Regions from separate parts of the Pan troglodytes genome. Here region 1 is linked to region 2. The links are chromatin contacts, called in public capture Hi-C maps. All regions are on one chromosome and are shown on one strand. The core of a region is the stretch at or near the end of the contact, and the rest is flanking DNA. Distances in the headings are between cores, read along the strand shown.

Region 1 (3,643 bases), core at 798-3,297, 120 kb after region 2:
TTAATGTCCTCATGGGACAAAATTACACAGGGTTATTTTTTAAAATAATCAGTTAAATCTAAAACTCGGGTGAACTCTGCTGTAAATTTCTATTCGCAGTTTCTCTCATTGGTCCTTTCTTTCCATTCCCACTGCCATCACCCAGCTCAGGCTTTTATTGCCATTTTTCTTGATAATTACACAACCTCTTAACCAATTTCTTGGTTTCCATGGCTTTGCTCTTTTCCAATATCCTGCAAACAGATCACTATCAAAAGAAACTTGTAAAACCATAACTTTGGTCATATTACTGTCTTTCACAACATCCACTGCCACCACCACCGGGGCCACCACCACCAGTGGCTATCTCTTGCCTGCTATGATCCAAGATTCAGCTAAATGCAAGAGCTGGCACTGAGAGCTCTCCATGGTCCCTGCACTTTGTTCATGCTGACATAGTTACTCCCTTGCTCACTACCTTGTGTTAGTGTCTTCATAACATTATCACTATCAGGAATACTCATGTATTTGTTGCTATGTACCATCTGTCTCTGTTGTACACATATACCAGAATACAAGTTACTTGACGATAGGAATTTATCATTGTTTGCTATTGATCCCCAAGGCCTACGCCACAGTTTAGGTGTGCTATAATTGTTGAAAAATATAAACAGAAAAAAAGAAAGAATAAAATCTCTCTCATTCCCAGTACCTCTCCTTAAGTCAGTGGTTTTAAACCAGGAACAATGTTGCCCTCAGGGTAACATAGTATATAGGTCTTCCTTTCTACTGCAGCAAAGGAAAACAGACCAATGCTTCAGGGAAATTAGCACCGACATGTTCTTGGTGACGATCCACTTTAGAGGACAAAAAGTATCATGTACTACTCATGTGCCACAGGGAAACCAGCATTCTAGTCTCCCCATCAGTAGTTGCTGAAAGTTGGATAAGCTGTGGGCAGAAACATACAAAAATGGTGAATGTGAATACAGAGAAAAGGGCGGTCAGAGACGAGGCTGTTACTCTGGAAAACCAACCAGTCCTTCCGCAAAAGAACTCGTAATGAATCAAGTGTCAGTTTAGCTGAACTCTTTGTGAATGGAATGCTTTCTGTTGAATGAATGCAGTTCTGTCATGTGCAAAGTCTGACTCAAAATGAGCTGAGATATGAGCATGATTTAACTGATTGATGACTTCAAGCGTTTTCCCTCTGGTCACCCACAGTCGTTTTGGTTTTAGTCTGCAGCTCAGTAACACCCAGGTTGCAGGAGAAATCCAGTCATTTATGATATGACTAGATCATTGTCCATTGACTATTTTCCACACTGATAAGCTCTGCTAATCAGAGGACTAATGTCTTCAGGCCAGTGACAATCTTTTCATTTACAGTTTTCTTCCAATCAGAGAAATGGGGCTGGATTGTAGAATCCTGGAATTGAGAAGGAAGGTCTACAAAAAGTCATTTCATTTTGTTCTGTTGTCATTTTGTGATTGTACCAAATTCACTAAGAAATATAATGATTAGAAATACGATTACAACTTTCAAAGAGAGACACACTTTGATGCCTCTTAGTAAGGTGTTTCTGGTCTCTCAAGTCTTACAATCAGAAGGCTTTATGTTGTTTTGTTCTGTTTTCTTGCCAACATTAGACTCACAAGTCCCTCTTCTAATTTGTTCTTCCCTATCCCATCCACTTATTTAGGAAAGTGATACATAGTACAAAATTACATGTAGGTCTTCTGTAGGGAATAAGTTTTATGTAATCAAAGATATCCAGCAGTTTTACTATAACATCTCTTTTTCAAAATAGAATTTTATTCATCAACCCTTGCAGGGATAAGACAATGATGCAGAGAGTTTGTCCTATTAGTCTTAACACATGTTTGTACCTGTAAACTTAGGATTAAATCTGTCCTTACTTGGCATCAAACTAGAAGCCTAAATGTCAAGTAAAATTGAGTTATCTCAAATATCCCGGCCATTATAGAATATGGTTATTAGTCTGGGTCAAGGCAGTGTCATGTCTTCTAAAATCATGCCGCTAGAGGGAGTAAAACCCAGCAGTCTGCAAACCATCCCAGGCCAAAAGAGCAACGTTGTCTGTTTCACCTTTCTCTTTAAACAAATGATCCTCAGCTTGGTTGCCCCAGAAAAACACCAGCATCTGGTGAGTGGTGTTTATTCTGAGGTTACTCTTTCTAAAAATAGTTTTCTGAAAACTCGCCCTGGTCGGCTGGGAAGCACACAGGCGGAGTGGCGAGCCAGTGAGTGGGAGGCTCTCCTGCAGCGGGGGCACCTTAGAGGCTGGTCGTGTGGGCCAAGAATGCACTCGAAGAGCAGGAACAGAGTTTGCAAGGGGGGCTGCCGGTGTCCACGGGAACCGTGGCAGGCCAGACACACCCATCCCTGGAGAAGCAGAAGGTCGGCTAGGAGCTATGAACATCCTTGCTGAGCCCCAGAAGTGAGGAGCAACAGGGGAGGAAGGAGGCTCCTATCTTGAAGCTGTTGGGCACCTACGCAAGTGGCACAGGGAGGGGCAGGGTGTTGGCTCCGAGTGAGAGATTTGCTTAAGCCAGATGGTGGCCGATGAAGGAGGCCCAGGCAACCCCTTCTGGTCTTCCAGACAACACCACAGGTTTGTGTGGGTTGGCGGGGTGCTATCTGTCTGTCCATCCACAAGCACATGCCAGAAAGAAGAGGATGGAGGAGGTCAAGATTTTGGGGGGTTCTCATCATTTTCCCTTTCCAAGTTTCATCCTTATCCATGCTTCTAATCACATGGAGACCATTACCACTGGGGGAGTCATTTCCATTTTTCTTTAGATTCCATTCTAAAATCCCCTAAAGACCTAAAGTAAAGAACGTCAGCAGTGGCATTTCTATTCCTCTGAAGGGTATTTTAGACAATAATTTTGGATAGCCCCACACTGCATGAAGCAGGGAACTGCATGCCCTTCCTGCTCGGGAGCCCAGCCCTGCCTCCAGCAGCTCCAGCTTCCTTTCCTCTCTGTCATGGTGCTGCCTTATGATGAGCAAGAAGTTAGACCCGACTGGCCCTCGGCAAGCTGGGGCTTCTAAGAGAAGAAGGGCTGGGCTGCCCCCTGCAAGTCCTGGATAATGCCACTCAGGGAACGGGAGAAGCTGATGCGCAAAATATGCCATACCCCGCTGCTTTCTTCTCACTCAGACTCCAAGTCAGGTCGGAAGCAGCTCTTCCAGACCTCCCCCAAGGCAAGTTGCTAGAGGATAAGGCTTTTATGTGTTTCCTGAGAAATGTGTGGGAGAATCCAGCCTCCCTGGATATTGGAGAAGTCCTCTATCTGGAACTGCAGTGTTACTGCTGATCCAGCCTCCCTGGATATTGGAGAAGTCCCCTATCTCGAACTGCAGTGTTACTGCTGATCCAGCCTCCCTGGATATTGGAGAAGTCCCCTATCTGGAATTGCAGTGTTACTGCTGAAACATGTAGTTTCTGAGCCTTTGTGTTAAGGCAGAAAAAAATAGCAAACTTGGTATTAGGAGAATTCTGAGTTCTCATGTTTGCTCTATTCACAGCAAACTCTGATTTCAGACAATTCATTGCACTTCTCCAGGCCTCAGTTTCTTTGTCTATAAAATAAGAATGTTAGACAAGACTTTCTGTGATGGCTTTTCTGGTTCAAA
Region 2 (3,583 bases), core at 968-3,467:
AGGTGCTGATAGATAGCAGCAAAATCAAACAAGTTAGGAGTGGACCAGACAAGAGGGCCTTCTCTTTCAGTTACGAATGCATCTGGCCTGTGTCCATGGCTAGATCATATATCTGACAATATCCTCCCTTTTAATGCTTTGCAGATCCAAGGTATAGTATCATACCCTAAGACTGAACTCTCCAGGGAAATTATGTCAAGCCATAGCCAAGAAAGTAGGATTGTAAAAATCACCCCAGGAACCAGCTGCCTGGATTTCACCTTCAGAAAACAAGGGAGAACATGGGCCAAAAGGTGGCGCTGTGAGACTGAGAATAATGCCCGATGCTGCACTTTAGTCTCAAGTCTCTGAAAATATGCTCAGCACTTACCCCAGGGGGAAAAAAAAAAAAATAGAAGTTAGCTTTATTTTTAGAATTTATCTCTGTGCACTCAGGATGGACTTAAGATTCCCATAAACTAATCTTCCTTGTTGATTATGCGTAGACAACAGATTCCCAGTGTGGGCAGGAAACAAAATAATTTTTATAAAGCCTCTGCGTCAAATGTGTTCATTATTTGGATCTTTTGACCTGAATGGCAGTATTATTTTATAAGAATGGAGAAAATCAACATGGCTTCTAAAAAAGATAAGGTTTCTGCAAACTATTGGGAAAATGACTTGGCAGGCAATTAGGAATATTGATCTGTGCCGATGAGAACATGAAACAAATAGTCCTGCAGATTTCACATAGGGTGTTGGAGAACGCACCTTTTACAAAGAGAGATCTCATTGTTCAGCACTGTTAGAAACATAAGTGGGCATTCTTTGACCACAGCTAAGCTCCCAACATTTTAAAAGGTCTGCAGAGAAACTGAAATGTAGAAAAGCCCCATTGTGTCTATGTGACTGAGTTTCTTTCCAGCCAGGAGTTTCGTGGAATAAACATCAAAGCTCCTGCTTGCATTTATGGCAAAGGAGATCACATTCTCCAGCAAACCTTATTCTCTGAGCACCGAATATGTACATCATATTGCGCCAGGGGCCAAAGTGAGAAACGTACATCCCAAGTTCATTCTCCTTGAGCCACCCCTAAAAAAATACACCAAATAAGAGACCTGTGATACCTTCTTGATCATCAGCGTGATGGGATCTTATGCTATTAAGCTAAGACAAGTTCTATAAGCCCAAATTTCTGGTCTCTTTAAATCACCATAGTAGGGTTTTTCTGGTTGAAGTTCATTAAAATATATAACCTCAGAATTTGAATGGACCCAGATGATTACTTACATTTATTTCACTCTGGGTTTTTGTGTCTGTAATGATGCCATGTACTTTACAAATCTTTTCAAATCTTTAAAAGATGTATTATCTTTGCATATTAACAATCCATTGGGTTTGTCCCTAATTTACAAATAAAGAAATAGGCCGGGCACAGTGGCTCACACCTGTAATCCCAGCACTTTGGGAGGCCGAGGCGGGCGGATCATGAGGTCAGGAGATCAAGACCATCCTGGCTAACATGGTAAAACCCTGTCTCTACTAAAAATACAAAAAGTTAGCCGGGCGTGGTGGCGGGCACCTACAGTCCCAGCTACTTGGGAGGCTGAGGCAGGAGAATTGCTTGAACCCAGGAGGCAGAGGTAGCAGTGAGCTGAGATCGCACCACTGCCACTGCACTCTAGCCTGGGGGACAGAGCGAGACTCTGTCCAAAAAAAAAAAAAAAAAAAAAAAGCAGGTTAGAAAAATTTAGTGATTTGTTCAAAATTAATTAATAAAAGACAAAGCCATGGATTTTAATTCAACTATATATGATCCTAGAGTCTGTGCTGTGCCAAACAGTTTTCAAGACCTGAAAAATCATGTCGTCGAGTCTACACACCAAAAGAGATTGTATCAGCTGCCTAACATGCCCACTAAATATTCACTCACTCTCCCAAACACAAGAAACTCACTCCTTTCTGAGGCAGGTCGTTGCATTTTTGAGCAATTTTAGTTATTTGAAAACTCTGATGATCACATTTTCAAAGAATGGCAAAACCTTGATGTAGAAATGAAAGAGATAATTGAAAAAATCCAGGAAATTCAGAAGCCGCGGCTCACAAATTCTTTTGCCCACTTTAATTTGAATGTGTTAGCTCCTGTGAATGACACATGAAGCCGCTGACATTGCAACAGATGGCGCTTTGGAAGAGATTCCTTTCTGAACTGCCTGGCCCTCTTATGGAAATCCTGTGAGGGGCGATCTCTGGTGACCAGGCTCAGCAGGAAGAGGAATGTGCATCCGACCTTGTGCGGAAGGTGTCCCCCAGCTGTTTTTGCAAATATCTGTTTTGTCACAGGGGGTGGCTAGGTCACAAAACCTAGAGTGGCTCATGGCTTCATAGTAATATAAGTCTACCAACCTCCAAGGGAGACTTCAAATCTCATTGCCAAAAGCACCTAATTGCTACATCTACTGAGCCCAGCAGGTCCTATGATAAAATTCAGTGCATTACATACTGACCTAATTCTTATCTATTCCTTTCCCAAACCCTTTTTCCATCTTCCTTTGCCTTCAAAATCAGGAATATGAGACTGTATCCATACAGCATTGCCATGTAAACTACTGGATGCACAGATACATTTGAATTGCAGATCAACAACTCATTTTTTAGTATAAGCACAGGACATGCTCATACTGAAAAATACTTGTTGTTTGTGTGCAATTCAAATGTGACTGGGCATTCTGTGTTTTTATTTGCTAAGTCTGGCGACTCTAACCCATACAACAGCAAATCTATATTTTATTAAAGTATAAATGAGTGCATTATTGTATATAACAGCTGTATTGAACGATTTTTGAATAGAAAAAGTCAAACTATGTTCCAAACATCTTTTAAATCTTTTTATAAGGCCAGGGATCCCTTTGTAATTAGTAAAACGAAAGCACCCCTGGATTTGTATAAACTCAGGTTTCCATACCTCAGATCCGTTTGAAGTGAAGCACTCTCAAATTCCCTCAGTTAGTGATAATGGTGGTCCTTACAGGAAGTACCTTTGTTTCATTCCCTAACATTTGTTTTCCTCACCAAGGTGTTACCATTAACTTTGAATGGGTCAAGTTCATGCTCCCCCAATGCTGCCTCTTTATTGACTTGTCCTGCTCTATGTGGATGAAGAGGCTCCAGAGATCCTAAAGCTGTACTTTGGACATAGCTTAGTGGCAAGCACAGGGAAAAGTGTACAGAGGAAGACAATAGGCTGGAATCGGAGGCTTCCAAAAATAAAATTGATTTTCTTTCTTTAAGAATTCCCAACTTTGTCTTAGGGACAAAGCCGCTGGATTTAGCAATACAAAGCACCCAGTTAAATTTGAATTTCAGATAAACAACAAGTAATGTTTTAATATAAATGTCTTGTGTATTGCATGAGATACCCTTATACTTAAACATTACTCATAGTTTATCTTAAGTTCAAATTTAACTGGCACCTTGTGTTTTATCTGGAAAGCCTACCTGGTAACATGGGGAGCTGCTTGCTGTCCTCAGCACTGAGGTGTAAAATATGTAGGATGACTGGCACAAAATAGGCAATAACAATAGCAACAAATAAACAGTCACA

Evidence for each region. Capture Hi-C pulls out chosen DNA fragments and counts their contacts.
Region 1: a contact with region 2 is called in a capture Hi-C map of stem cell-derived neural stem cells, with 2.8 times the contacts expected there. The contact joins two enhancer-like sites. A contact is called at or near these places in 4 of 7 Hi-C or Micro-C datasets (blood, induced pluripotent stem cells and stem cell-derived neural progenitor cells) and 1 of 1 other capture datasets (stem cell-derived neural stem cells).

Annotation. Positions count from the first base shown.
Region 1 is chr9:130,221,969-130,225,611 of NHGRI_mPanTro3-v2.0_pri, forward strand. No RefSeq gene overlaps it. Among named protein-coding and RNA genes, the nearest start is that of ETS1, 300 kb to the right of the region's middle. Within about 2 kb of position 2,048, at least 3 of the 24 cell types and tissues checked have an H3K27ac peak or open chromatin away from gene starts, as enhancers often do. A contact at or near this core is called in stem cell-derived neural stem cells, where this site is marked.
Region 2 is chr9:130,106,409-130,109,991 of NHGRI_mPanTro3-v2.0_pri, forward strand. No RefSeq gene overlaps it. Among named protein-coding and RNA genes, the nearest start is that of ETS1, 410 kb to the right of the region's middle. Within about 2 kb of position 2,218, at least 4 of the 24 cell types and tissues checked have an H3K27ac peak or open chromatin away from gene starts, as enhancers often do. A contact at or near this core is called in stem cell-derived neural stem cells, where this site is marked.